Regions from separate parts of the Hordeum vulgare genome. Here region 2 is linked to region 1. The links are chromatin contacts, called in public Hi-C maps. All regions are on one chromosome and are shown on one strand. The core of a region is the stretch at or near the end of the contact, and the rest is flanking DNA. Distances in the headings are between cores, read along the strand shown.

What was found. Hi-C and Micro-C count contacts between places; a contact is called where the count stands out from the background.
Region 2: a contact with region 1 is called in a Hi-C map of leaf, with 2.9 times the contacts expected there. The contact joins the promoter of LOC123425862 here to the enhancer-like site in region 1. A contact is called at or near these places in 3 of 6 Hi-C or Micro-C datasets (leaf and seedling).

What each region holds. Positions count from the first base shown.
Region 1 is chr2H:205,391,987-205,399,611 of MorexV3_pseudomolecules_assembly, reverse strand. It overlaps LOC123425861 (a long non-coding RNA gene), which reads right to left. Exons shown (of 3, transcript XR_006621940.1): 3 at 7,445-7,625. Among protein-coding and RNA genes, the nearest start is that of LOC123425861, 6.3 kb to the right of the region's middle. Within about 2 kb of position 4,756, at least 2 of the 3 cell types and tissues checked have open chromatin away from gene starts, as enhancers often do. A contact at or near this core is called in leaf, where this site is marked.
Region 2 is chr2H:205,484,256-205,491,880 of MorexV3_pseudomolecules_assembly, reverse strand. LOC123425862 reads right to left here and starts at 4,013. Exons shown (of 2, transcript XM_045109605.1): 1 at 3,725-4,013; 2 at 1,174-2,011. The coding sequence starts at 2,008. The coding sequence ends at 1,517.

The sequences.
Region 1 (7,625 bases), core at 3,507-6,006:
TACTAGAGTTTTTAGGATTTTTGAGACACAACTTTGCCACGTGCAACTCAAACCTCTACTTTGTAGTTCTTCCTCTAGATCGGTTTTCTACGGAGCTCGGGCGGAGCCCTGTAGGAATAGATCATCACCATCACCAGGGTGCCGTCACGCTGCCAGAGAACTCATCTACTTCCCCATCTCTCTTGCTGGATCAAGAAGGGAGAGATTGTCATCGAGATGTACGTGTGCTGAATGCGGAGGTGCCGTCCGTTCGGCGCTAGATCGGAACGGATTGTGGGACGACGGTGATTTGAATCACGAAGTTGTTCCACTACATCAACTGCATTTCTTAACGCTTCCCGCTTAGCGATCTACAAGGGTATGTTGATCCGATCTCCCTCTCGTAGATGAACATCACCATGATAGGTCTTCGTGTGCGTAGGAAATTTTTTGTTTCCCATGCAACGTTCCCCAACAGCTATGTGATATCGTCTCTCCAATCTTGTGCTTCAATGTTTAGCCCTTGTGAGCTGCCCTACATGATTAAGGTATCTTTGTCATTTTCCTGCTATTGCTATGCTTGGTTTGCTGGGATCCGATGGATTATGAGATTATGTTTATATTTTGATGAGTTATATATTTGGTTCTCCTTTTATATTATGTTCTTGAGTAATTCATGCATGTTCTTCGTTGCTTTTTATTGCTTTGGCCGAATAGTAGATTGTAACTCCAAGAGGGAGCGTTATGCATGATTGTGGGTTCATGACCCCCGATGTCTAGCTTGAGTGACAAAAACATGAGACAAGGGGATGTGATGTTGCCACCAGGGAGAAAACAACGGTGCTTGTGACCACGGTTGCAAGGATTGTTTACCTTACGCAAAGTTCGTTAATGCAGTTGTCCGTTGCTTTGAGTTTACACTTTGGGTGGGGCTCGCAACTTAATACCAGCGAGATGTTCTGGATAGATATCCCAAGGTGGATGATTAGAGAGTAGATGTTGATGGATAAACGGTCTACTTGTCTTGGCGTACTGCCCATTACTTTTGAGCCTCTAACTTTCTAGTAGCATGATTAGCATTGCGGTGCGTTTATAATTCTGTCAATTGCCTAGCTATAAATTTTTTACCCAACATAGTTGTTTATCGTCTTTTGGGAGAGAGACATCACTAGTGAACATCATGGGACTCTGGTCCATATTACCACCATTGTTTACACCTCCACCATTTACTGCTTTTATTTACTTTTCCGTTGCAATCACTATCACTATTCCGCTTGTGTTTTGATCCTATGCAAACTACAAGGCAGGAGAGATTGACAACCTCTCTGAACTCGTTGGGAGGAAAGTTATTTGTTGTGTGTGCAGGTCCACGTATTCTGCTAGGGCCAGAGCAGCGGACACCTACTTGTTGATCCTTGGAGTCCTCCTGGTTCGATAAACCTTACAATCCCCGTGTAAGGGAAATCTGCTGCTGACTACATCTCTACCTTCCATTTGGGGTAACCAACGAGGGGCGAGAAGTATATCCATCAACTCGTCATCACACGGCCAGCTAGATTCGGCCCGAGGCCACTCTGGTGAGCCATCTCGCGTCGACCGCCCACATTCATTATATTGTATCCCGTGCCCAATCTATTCAACCAATTAGCTCATCAGATTCGTCCCGCATAGTTTTTTTCGTGCTGCAAATTTCCTAATTATCCGAGGAATTACAGTTTTACAGAAAAACACCTATTGCATAAATAACTCTTTAACCATATGTCAGATTGAAACACTTTAATATGAAACTTGACTAATTTTTTGTGAATATTAATAATATGCAACTTTCATCCATGTTAAAAATGTTTAAACTTGTTGTTTGCATTAATGACCTATTAAAACGGTTTATTTCGTAACTTAATAACCGTAACTTCGACTCAAATGAACTATATATGTAACTTGCTTTGAAAAACATGCAGAATAACATGGTGCATTTTGTTTTCCTGTTTGACAAATATAAAATATGTTTAGGCAAAATAGGACCAAATTCTTAATATGCACATGGGGTCGTTTCGAAAATACCATATGTTGTATTCGACCTCATTTAAAATGCCTAGATAATATAGTTTGTTCATGCTTCACCATTGCCATGTTTAATAATAGTTAAACTTGTTGAGTAAATAAGCGAGAGTGAACAAAACAATTCAAAATGTTGAGTTTCGTCAATATGCAACTCGTTGCATATTGAGCCTCAATTAATGGGTAGTACTTGATTGGTTTGCTTGCCATGCCATGCATAATTAAATGGACATGCATCATATTTGTTTGCGCATCATGTCATGAATATGTTGTGGTGTTTACTGTGTCATTTGTTTGTTTTTGGATTTGCTTCTCCTCGCTAGAGTTTCCAAAGTGTTTCACAGTCTGAGGATTTGTTTGACTATGTTTGCTCGACTACTTCATGGTTCGTTCTTCTTCAAGCGGGATTTGAGGCAAGATGACAATTACCTTGGATATCACTACTATCATTGTCACGCTAGTTGTCTCGTATCTATCGCTGTGTCTCACTGCCTACTACTTATTTGCTAAGCCTCCCAAAATGCCATGATAAGCCTCTAACCCTCCACACCCTAGCAAATTGTTGTTTGGCTATGTTACCGCTTGCTCAACCCCTCTTATATTGTTGCTAGTTCCACGTACAGTTTGTTCCATGTTGGGACATGGATATCTTGGGATATCCCATTATTCTTGCTATTTAAATTAATGCCTCTATACACTTGGTGAAGGGTGGAAGGCTCGACCTTTTGCCTCGTGTTTTGTTTCACCATTGTCGCCTTAGTTTCCGATTATCGGTATTATGTTCCATATTGAGCGCTCCTAACATGCTCGGGATTATTATGGGGCCCCCTTGGTAATTCGTCTTTGATTAAATATCTTCCGACAAGGTCCAACTTTGGTATTACATTTACCTAACTAATAACTTGCATAGGGAGTAATTAACCCCTGGATAATTAGTCAACAAACCGGGCCAATGCTCCTATAACAACCCAAGTGTAAATTTCCAATCTTGTAACCATTTCCATGAGTTCAAGCTTGTATGCCATGCCATCAATTGACTTGAGTAATAAAGTTTTGCTTGATGACATCCATTTGTGCATCATGGCATCATGACATCCATTTCATTTTTTTGCATCATGATATGTTTGAGTGTGAGTGTGTTGTTGTGATGAGCCTTGCAACTTGGTGGCATGACCTTCCTTGAATTAACTCAAATCAATTCCAAACAAAACCCCTTACTTCTTCCTATTTCCTTCTTATTTTGCAAAGTGTGCCACCTTGACTTATTTTATTGTTCCCTATTTTTCTGAAAACTCCTAAAATATTTTCCTCAATCCCACCTCCAAATTTCAGCTGTTTCATATAGATTTGTTTGGGTTCAGAAATACCTCAAGTTTGAATTTAATTCAAACTTGATTTATTTTTCTATCTCTAAAAATATCCAAACTAATCCTATTAAATAGAGCATAATTTGGTGAGTCCAAAACCATTGTGTTTCATTCAAAAAACCCTCTCATTTTTCTCTGGAGTTTTCTACAAGTTTCTGTTTTAATCAAATGGAAAAGAAAATTCACACATAGAGAGAGGAGGCTACAAGTGCAGCCCAGCAGCGCAATCTAGCGTGCCTCGCACGCGTGCCAACGTTTCTCACCTGCTCGCTCGCTCGCCCCTCAGCCCGTACGCTCCATGTGGACTAGCCGACCCCACCTGTAAGCCTCGCCACCAAAGCGACCCGCACCCACCTTTTTGTCCACCTCTCACCTCGCCGCACACATGGCGAGCCCGAGAGCGTGTGAGATCGCCCGGCTCGCCCTAGCCCCTATTTAACCCCTCTCGTAGCAACCACTTCCTCAACACGACACATAGCTTCGCGATGGCGCCCGCGTAACCAATGTTCACCGTCCTCGACCACGCGATGTCCGTCTTCTTCTCTGACATCGATTACGTCATCTACATCCACTTCCGCACCGTGGGACGTCAAGGACCTCCAAATTATTCCCCTTAATCAACTCCGGCCACCCATAGGTGTGTGACCGTTGTCGTGCTTGTTTCTGACCTCCTCCCGGTAAGCTAAGGCCATCAACGTGTTCGCGGCGAGCATCCTCGCCGATCCCCTCCTACAATTTCTCTGAGGCTTTGCTTGGTTTCTCAAAATTTAAAGGAGTTTGGAGGGGATTGAAAGAGATTAAATCCCCTACAAGTCAAAATTCACCTTAATCCACTTCAATCTACTTCAATCCCCTTGTGGGAGGGATTAACCAAACAAGCCCTGATTGCTCTGTGTAGCCCCGTTCGGCCGTTTGCCATGAGAGCACGAGCCCGTCGTTGTTGGACCTCAGCTCCAGCGAGTGCTACGACCTAGTAAGCCGTGCGTGTGCATGCGTATATGGTCACAGTCGAGCGTAGGGTCCATTTCTGTCGTCAACTGAAAGTTTTGCTCATTGTAGCTTCGTATTCGAGCTTGCTGTTGCCGCCTCTGTACCTCGTCACCGGCGTGTTCCCATTGTCGTTCGGTGTCGTATGCTGCATGTGTGAGCACGGACTTTCTTTGCGAATCGATTGCACCCATCCGCCGCGTGGTTGGGTCACCAGAGAAGCTCCGGTGCCTCCACCGCCATCTCTGTTCCTCGCCGGCACCCTGCGTTGCTTCACTATAGTTTGAGCCGCTGACTGGTGGGTCCGAATGGACGCCAGGATTGTGTCAAGAGAGCTCGAGCCCTTCTCTCGTCAAGTGACCACCTCTAGCCTGATTGGATCGACCGAACCAGACACTAACAGACAGGCCCCACCTTTCAGTGACCCTGATCCTTCGCTGTACAATGAATGTTTGATTTGTTTCCTAACTATTCTTCATGCAAGACTTTCCATACTTATATTTTATTTATGTTTTAAGGATTAGGCATGCAAGACTTGCCATACAATAAATTGTATTAATTTTTGATTTTTTTTCCTGAATTGTTGGGTATCTAAATACATGTATTTTTGTTTACTAACGATATAATAGGGGTATCTAATACTTACTAAAGAAATTACGTACATACGCATGATTTTTTCCTACGTATGTATGCCCATGCATGATTTTTTTGTACGTCCATATATCCACTCATGATTTTTTTAGTTTTATTAGAAATGTATATTGCATGCCAATACCCACACATGATTATTTTCATACATACAAGGTCCTAAGATTGCATGCCGGCATACAATTTTTTAATGCACACATGCTTTGGAAATATATACAAAACTATATACTTTGGATGGTTCGTACCCAAAAAAAATACACTCTTTTTAATAGACGTATATTCTTTTGAGACATACCCACAAATGATACTGAAGATATACCTAAAAATACATGTATACACACGATATTATGTATTTATTGTCTAGGGGTATATACTCATAAATTTTATGCCGAGGTATGTAAATACGACGAGTATGCACTTACAACAAGAATATTGTGTACTCTAGGTATATATAGACACAAAAAAAAATCTATACATACTAAATAAGTGAATCCATACATACGTAATCGAATGGCAGGGCCGGCCCTGGGGGGGGGGGGGGGGGGGGTTTCCGCGGGGGCGGCCGCACGGGGCCCAAAATTGTTGGGGGCCCGCTGCATATATAATATGTATACTAGATCAGGCATGTACTAGGTATTGTAAAGTCTCTCGTCATGCCTGTCTCTCGTCTCCCTGCACGCCGCGACTCTCATCTGTAGGAGTACGAGACTACGACGCGGGCTGCGGGCAGGCCCTGGACGTCGGCTTCATTGCCACGCAGGCACGCACGCCGGCACGCGGAAGGGCCCTCGCCGGTTGCTTCTTCCGTAATGTCCGTCAGTCTATCTGTTCTCCACTTCTCCTGAGGATCTCGTTCTAGTTTGATTCGTAGATCAGTTCTCGTTCTAGTTTGCAATTTACTGATGCCTGATGGATCTGGACCTGCAATTACTTCTAGTGATTCCTTTTAAATCTTTGGGTAGTTAATGCCCTATTTTTGATTCAGATTTATTTATTTTCAGAATTACTCCCTTCATTCTTAAATATAAGACCTTTTAGATATTCCACTATGAACTACATACGGATGTATGTAGTCATATTTTAGGATGTAGATTCACTCATTTTGCTCCATATCTAGTCTATAGTAAAATCTCTAAAATGTCTTATATTAATGAAACAGAGGGAGTAGTAATGAAGCCTGAATCAGGTGCTGTCAAAAGAAAAAAGTGGAAAGGAGATTAAAAATTGGTAGATTCACAAAGAGGATTTCTTCGTAAGTTTTTGGCGAGTAACCCAACCACTTCAAAAAATCCAGACGAGTTGGCGTTAGTTTTTGTGGAAGAACCAAGTAATGTGAATCTAGAAGATGATATCCATACAGAAGACAATGTTGACATCGACGCGGACGATAACAATGTGAGTGATCATGATCATAATTCATCTCCCACGGAATCTGCACTATTTATTTATACTTAGGGGCCCTAAATTTTAGTTTCGCTCCGGGCCCCCAAAATCTCAGGACCGACCCTGTCGAATGGGATGTACTAAATATTCTGGGTATATAGATACACAAAAAATGTAATGCATACATACGAAATATTTTGCTATATACGTAGTCAACAATGTAATGCGTGTGTATTAAATAAATGAATCTGCACATACATAATCTAATCGATATGTTCTAAGTATTTTGGGTATATACGTAGAAAAAATCTAGTGCATATATAGTAAATATTCTAAGTATATACATATAAAAATCAAACGGGCACATACTTAAAAAATGAATTCATACATACCTAATTCATACCTGTATGAAATAAATGTCCATATACATAATGTGTAGTACTTTTCTTTTTTAAAATATATTTCCATGCATGACGTGCTAGACCATGCTTAATAACATTCATTTATGTCTCATAATTGTTTCAAAATTGCTAATTAGTGATGGATTAATTCATTACCCTTTGTAACACACATCTAAATGCAATTAAATGGTGCAAATGCAAGGAGCCTGGGCACCTAGGAGCCCCAAACGGTCGTCCTATATATATATATATATATATATATATATAACAAATATTTCGTATGATCGGTGTAGTTACTCTCACTTTTGTTTGATATGTTATAGGTAGTATCTATTATATCGGAGAATATGTATGCGTAGTATGTAGTATATAAAAATATTTAGATAATATATATATACTACTTTTAGGTAGTATGTACCATATTTTTATCATACTCTTTTTTACGTACAAATATGTACGCATTCCATAGTATTATAAAAATTATGGATTAACTATTTTTTTTCATGTAACATACTTTGTAATATCTTATACAGTATATATTATGTGAACATACTTAAAATGATAAATCAGTACTTCCTCCGTTCCGAATAATAAGTCACTAGGGATTATCTTCCGACCAGGTGAAAAAGGGCAAATGGACCTTTATGGCCTCGGTTCAAATTCTAAACAATACAAGGTCATGATTGGATTGTCGTTTTCATTAGCAATACAGCTGTAAACAATACACGCCTCCGGCCGTCGTTTCGCTTTCGGCCGGAAATCGCTACTTGCCCGGTAAATTACACCTGTAGATAAAATACCT
Region 2 (7,625 bases), core at 2,764-5,263, 93 kb before region 1:
TTAGGCCTGTAGCTCCGTTTTAATATATATATATATATATATATATATATATATATATGTATGTATGTATGTATGTATGTGTGTGTGTGTAAAGCGCCTAGAATAACGTGTAGAATACGATGGTGCACGTTATTTTCATGTTTAATAAATATAAAATATGTTTACTTCAGATGTGTATCATTTTCAAAATTTCCATATGGGATCGTTTCAGAAACGCTATATGTTATTTTCGATCTTGTTTAAAATGGCTAGATAAACAGTTTACTTATGCTTCACTTCTTGTAAACTTGTCGTGTAATTAAACGAGAGTGAACCAAATGGTTCAAACACGAAGTTTCGTTAATATGCAACTCGTTGCATATTGAACCTCAAGTAATGTACAATACTTGTTTGTTGTGCATGTCATGCCTTGCATATTTAAGCGGACGAAACGAAAAGGTTGTGTAGTACCTGTTTGTTGTGTTTGAGGTGAATAGGTTGTGACAAAAAACGAAACGAAAAGATGGGAGACGAAGCGGAAAACCGGCAGCCAAAGGATGCAACGTTGGTATTCAATCCCCACTACAACAAAACGTTTTTAGCTCCCGTCCAACCTTTCACATACCAGTCATGCGTGTCAAAAATTTAGATAACGGCTTAGCTCATTACCGCAACGAGTGACACGTCGTGACGTGGCAAGGCTGACGATGAAAGAGGAACGTGCATGTATGTCTCTTTTGTTTTCATGCTCATACATGTGGAAAAACAACCTTCCTTATAAAGAGATCCAACTCCTACTAAGTGAACAATATGAGACTAAATTTTTGCCCCACCTCTTGCGTTGCATGAATGGACTGAGTGGGCTCCTAGAATTTATTAGGAATTATAAAAATGCTATTGGACTGGTCCATATATAGATCAAATTCCAGCAAAAAATATTTCTATAAGGCATTCTTCCTATTCTCTACATTTCATACAAAAACACCTAGACTCAATGGAAAAATCCTATCATGTGAATTAAATCTCATTTCCTACGACGTAACTTTCCTACCCTATGAAATGAAACCAAAGGAGGCCTAAAGCTGCTATTTAGGTAGTACTACTTGCAAGTTGTTCCACTGCGAGTTGCAGCAGTAATCTATCACGGTGGCAGAAACTGCATTGTTCACTTAAGAGCATCAACTCAATTTAAGATTCTAGGAAACTGATCTGCTATTCCAGAAGGGCAAGGTTTTCCGACAACACGCGCATCCTTACATTATATCATCCATTGACAATTTGACATCTAGCTTCTGATGGGAAATGCTTTTCGTAGACTAACTTTCCACACATCAGGACACATGAGCAGGAAAACTGAGCTAAACCGGATCGCGACACACAAGGGTGCAGGGCAGTCAGGTGGATGAAATGATTGGCTCACCAAAGATGGCATCGTGTTGCCCTCCAAAGGCTTGCACAAAGAAACCCAAGATGCCCTCCAGGAAAGGGCAGCGGCAGCAGCAGCAGCAGCTTTGATTTCAGTCATCTTCCGTTAGGGCTAGGCAAAGGTCTCTGAGAGCTTGGAGAAACCCAGCTTCCTGAGACGGCTGCTCATCGGATTACCGCACCTGACATCCACCACCTCGACGCCATGCACATTTCCTTTCTTCTTGGCCTTTTCCAAGTTGGGGCTCCTGTCAACCAGCACACCATCCGAGTGCAGCATCGGGGAGCTGGACTTGTTCCGGTGAGAGCTCCTCCTTGTCTTGCAGGCTTCTTCAGCACTCACACGGTCAGCTCTGCCATTACTACTGTTGTTGTTGCTGCTGGAAACACTGGACGAGCTCTTCCTTAGGATGATCTTCCGGGGGCTAGCGCCACATGGCAACGAAACCGGACTGCTTTGGCGTCTTAGGCGCGGGGTGGCAGCTCCTTGCGGCGTGACTTTGATGGCCTCCAGTTCTCTCGTCATGAGTGAGCCGATGGTGCCGGTTGTGCCCACTTTGATAGCGCCTCCCTCACCGTTGACAAGCTCGGCAGCGCACGGCATGATCTGTTTATGAGAAAAGACTGGTAACTGATTAGGCTTTGTCACAAATGAGAAGGTGATGAAGCAAGATTTATTGACGAGAGAGACAGGGGCAGTGTACTGCAAAGGTGAAAACCCAGGGAGAAAGTTGCACGACAACTCGGATGAAAATCATGGCGTGTTCGTCATCCAAGATGAGAGGCGTATAATACTAACAGACACTTGCTTCCATGATTGTTACTCGAGAAAACATGGACAAGAATAAGGCTGTCATGATCATACCACTAGGGGAGTAACATGCATGGCATGGCAGTCAAGCCCTTTCTGCTCTGCTCCGAGATGAGGACTTGGGGTATCCACACAACTAATCAGCCTAGTTATTATGTCTACCCAACAAATCTAATCAATTTCTCCTAATGCTACCCACACGACAAATTTAACAAAATCATTGCATGCAGAAATGGTACTTTGTTCCGATACAATTTGATGGGCAGTCACATCATGTACCAATATGTTTTCGCAATAAAAATACTGTAAATATGCTTAAGAACGACACCGCTTTCCCCAGAAAACCTGATTTTTTTTTCCGCACAACATTGAGTTGAATTACATGACGCGACGGAGCACCGACAGTCTGAAACTACTAGTGTATAACACATTACACTAGTACCAGAAGGCGGAAGCAAATGGACAACTAACCTGTAAAAAACTCTCAGTGTACAAGGATTAAAAAACTCTCAGCATGCTTTTAAAAGCTTTGTTCATGTAATCTACGCCTCTGATTGAGGGCCTTTCAGGACAATTTGACCAGCATCTGAGGTATAAAGGTGCACTAGACACAAAACATTTTTATCCCCTTTTCTCATAAGCTTTCTGCTCCATCTTTCCTGCCTTAATTCCCTCAGTGCATCTACTGATAACTACCTTTAGACCATATACTGTATATCATGTAGGCCAAAAATGTTCTAGCTTACAAAATAATAATAAGTAGGCCACATTGGTATGTTATCCCCTTCTAGAGAAGTAGTACCCCTAATAATAAGTACAATGATTTTTGGCACCAACAGCAGCAAGAAGAAACAAATGGCATCAAGCATCACTTGATGGGATGCCAACTGGGCAAAGCAAAGAACCTACTACTTCCTTCCTCCTGCCGCATTCTTTTTTTCTGCATATCTATCCCTATTCTTGGATTCCTTGGGCTACTACTACTGGTCTAGTGACTGATTAATCTAATGCGGCACCAAATCATGTGGCAGCGCCGGCCAAACTCATTAATCTAAGGAACACTGAAACGGAAGAACACAAGAACTGGAACAGAAAATTTCCTTGAGAAGGAGCACCAGACGAGCGGCTCTGGACAGGAGCTCTCCATAACACAGTCTTGCTACTCCAGTTAAGGAGAAAATGAAAAACTAATGGACTAGTCTACACACAAGTGACAATTCGGGAGAAGAACAAACATTTGGAGCCATAGACAATTAGCAATCCGGGACAGATTCGAGAGAAATGGCACCCAGCCAAACCATTGCATTCCTCCTTGTGCCTTTTCTCAAAAATAATCGCAAGAAGAAATGGTGAGAGGGGAAATAGCAGTGGCAGGACCTCTGGATTGGATCCCCAAAGGAGCTCCCACCAACAATTTCGCGTAAAATCTTTCTTTCACCCCCCAACAGCACGGCCGTTGGAGATACCACGCAAAGCAACGAGATAAAAAGGATGCTGCGGCTTACCTACCGGCCTTGTGAATCTTGAAGCGCTTGAAGATCTTTGCGCAGCAGGAGGAGAGAGGGGTAGAAGAAGTGGGGAAGAAAAGGGGGGCAGCTTCTGGCCAGAATTGAATTGAAGAACACAGGGGAAGGGTGAGGAGAGGAGATATCGACAATGGGGTCACACCAAACGCTCTGTGTTTTGAAGACCGCGACCTATATCATTATCACCTCACCTCCATTTATTGCCTCCCTCCTTCCCTCTCCTCTCCTCTCCTCTCTCGTTTTGTCATGTGCCCGTGTACAACGCTTGTCTTATCGGCCAAAGACGAGTGGTGTGTATTTATGGGTTATTCGTATTTACTCATTTTTTTACGACCTTGCCTATTATTTTGTTGATAGAAGAAGTTGAAAAAAAGTACTCCCTCCGTTCAGAAATACTTGTCCTAAAAATGGATATAATGGATGTATCTATAACAAAAATAAGTCTAAATACATTCATCTTTAGGACAAGTATTTTAGGACGGAGGTGATATATGAGATGATACAATGCATGACACGGATGCAAAATATGTGAAAATGACGTTCAAAGAACTTTTTTTTTCTCGAAACAGGCTTTCGCCCCGCTTTATATATAAAGCAAATAAACCAGTATCCAGACATCACATCCCAACAAAGTGACAGAAAAGAGGACCCGCTGGGGCAGCAGCACAATCCAGCCTAAGAAAAGAGAAGAAACAAAAAATGCCATCAAAGGGACCAGCTAAGCAGCATGCGAGGTAGAGGAGAGCCGTCGGACGCCCACCATCAACGCGTCCAGGTAGCACTGAAGCCGGTCACGGTCTCGGGTCCTAACGAGCGGATGCGAGTGCTACAAGAAGGCAATGAATTTGAAGTACGAGTCAGATGCACGCCGCTGAAACACCTTCTCAATCACCATTTTATTGCGAGTAGTCCAAAGAGTCCACATCATAGCTGCGAAGACCAGCCAAAACAGTCGGCGTTTACGGTCGACCTGGGTGGCCCGCACGTGCAGAAAATATGCAAGGTCATAGGCCTCCCACTCCGGCCCCAGAGCCTCGCGTACAAAGCACCAAAGGGCCTGTGCCGCGACGCAGGAGAGCAGAATGTGAGATCCAGTCTCCGGGACATGGCACAAGGGACAGATGTTGTTACCCGGACCATGGCGTTTCAGCACCTCGGTCCCTGAAGGTAAACGGTCTCGGAGAAGCTGCCAAACAAAAATCTTAATCTTCAGGGGCAACGGTGCCTTCCAGAGTGGGGATAACCACGGGAGGACCGGCATCCTGCACAACGCCAGGTAGACCGAACTAACGGAGAATTCTTTCGAGGGAGAAAGACTCCAAGAAACACTATCGCTGGCCGACGAGACCGGGAGGGGAACCACTGACAATAGTAATTCCCAGTCCTGGACCTCAGCTGAACTGAGGGGACGGCGGAACACAACATGCCATCCGTCCTCCAAAGCAGACGCAGAGACAATGACAGCAGGGTCATTGCAAATAGCAAAGAGCCTCGGAAAACGAAAGCGTAAAGGCTCCCCATCCAACCAGGAATCTAACCAAAACTGGGTCCTAGACCCATTGCCCACCAAGACCCGCAGACCCAACTTAATATCGTGCTTGATGCCCTGGATAGATTTCCAGAACTGCGATCCATTCGCGAGCGAGCAGGCCAAGAGGGGTCTGCCTCGAAGGTACTTGGCCTCAATCAGTTGAAGCCACAAACCCCCGTCTCCCTGCAGGATCCGCCACACCTAATGGAGCATCAGGGCCACGTTCATGCGGCGGGACGCAGGAATGCCCAAGCACTCTCGGTCTTTTGGCAGGGAGATGTCGGCCCATTTCACCATGTGATACTTGGGTCTACCATTCCCTGCCTGCCAGAAGAATCTAACCAGCTCCTTGTCAAAGGCGTTGTGCACGCCTTCGGGCAAGATATACATCCCCATCATATACATGGGGAGGCTCGCAAGGTTAGAGCTAATGAGAATGGATTTGATTCCTTTAGACGTGAACCTGCCGCACTGTGACAGCCCGAGACCGACGTTCCAGAAGCTTCCCCTTTTCTTTTCGTTTTCGTCGTGTGGGAATTTTCAGTTGCCGCATCATCATCGCATCATCTGCATTGCATCGGCATCTCCGTTGCCGCCAGTTTTCAAAACTTGCATTCGTTAGTAGTCGCCGGTTCTCGTCGTTGTTTGTTCTGAGCCCGACCGCACACGCACGCGCCCGCGGCAACGTCGAAACCCTGTTTTTAAAGTGCGTTTAAAACTTTCTCTGATCGGGTTGAGATTTGACGTGCGGTCGTGTTTAGTTATAGCTAGGCCGCCTGTCGAATTTCGTCGCGATCGAAGACCGTCTGGTACCCGAACGGTCGACCGTAGCGGCACCGTATTCGGGCTACCGTCGGACGTCTGTCGGTGTTTTAAAACTCGTGCCGCGCCGCCCGCTCTCCCTCTCGTCTCCGGATGTCTACACAACACGGCCACGTAGCACGCCCCGCGTTCGGAATCGTCCGAATCCGACCCCGCGGTTGGATCCGGATCGCGATTCCGGTTAACTGAGCCCCCCGTTTGTCTATATATAGACCCTCTTATTATTTTAGGACAGCTACCTCTCTCCTCCTCGTTTTCCGCGCAGCCCAAACCTAACCCTAGCCGCCGCCCCACCTCTCTCTCCCCTGCCGCCGCCGCCGGGCCCGCGAAGCCCATCCGGGGCCCGCCCGAGCCCGAACCGCCGTCGCCACGCAGCCGCCGCCGCCCCTTTCTCGTCCCTGCGCCGCGCCTCCCATGGCCGCCGTGCCCTTGGCCGAGCCGTGCTACCGGAGCCGCGACAGCCAGCGGCCGGGTCCCGCGTCTCCCCCGCAGCTCGCTCGAGCCCTCGCTGCGCCGCCGCCGGCAGCCGCGCGCCATGGCCTCGAAGCTCGTGTGCTCGCCGCCCAGTGCCCTCCGGCGCCCGGATCCGGTGGATCCCGGCCGGATCCGGCCTCCCTTGCACTCGTCGTCGGGTTCGTGGCCGCCGCCGCCGCCGCTCCTCGACCTCCCTCGCCCCGACGTGCCCGTCGCTGTCAGGTGCGCCGCCAGCAGCTCCAGGTCGGGAGACGAGGAGCGTCGCCCCGCCTCCTCGCAGCGCCCCCCTGGCAGGCCTCCTCCCGTCTAGGCCTTTCCCCGCTGCGGCCTGCAGCTGCGTCGCCCCGGCCCATTACGGCAGCCCGAGCCGACCGCTGGCCTCGCTAGCCGCCGGGCTGCCTCAGCGCCGCCTCGGCCCACTTGGCCCCCTCCTCGCCTCGGCCAGGCCGGCCCCGAGGCCCACCGAGGTGAGCTTAACCCCCGCCAGTGCGTTTTTATTTATCTAAGCGCTTGCTCTGTTAGGCCCATGTTCGAATTCGGCCCGTTAGGGATTTAGGTTTTCGTTTTCTTTTTCGGTTTAGTTATTATCAGGTTTTAGCTATTTATTTAAACCCCCGTAACTTTTAAACCGTAAGCCGGTTCGGGACGTGTTATATATCGTTTTGGGGTAGCTTCGCGAGTAGAACACGATTATCCAACATGCATACTTGTGTAACGCTGTTTAGAGTGCCTAATGCCTCGTTTTACGTGCTGTTTAACTAGGATCCGTTCCGTAGTTAATTTCCGTGCGTATCCGGATTGCCCGTATGCCATGGATTTAATGTCCATGTTTCAGGGACCATATTCCTACGTATTTTAGAGCGGTCACTCGTATTTTTCCGTGAAGGGTTTTGCCGGTAGTTTATTTTCCCGTTTAGAGGTATTATCTCGCATTAATGTGTGGCTTTATTTTGAGTTGCAAACCCCACTTATTTTATATGTTTTCGGGGTAGAAAAATCCCATGGATTTTTCTGTGCAATTAGTTTTAGCTTTTGAGGAAGTTAGTACGCGAGATAT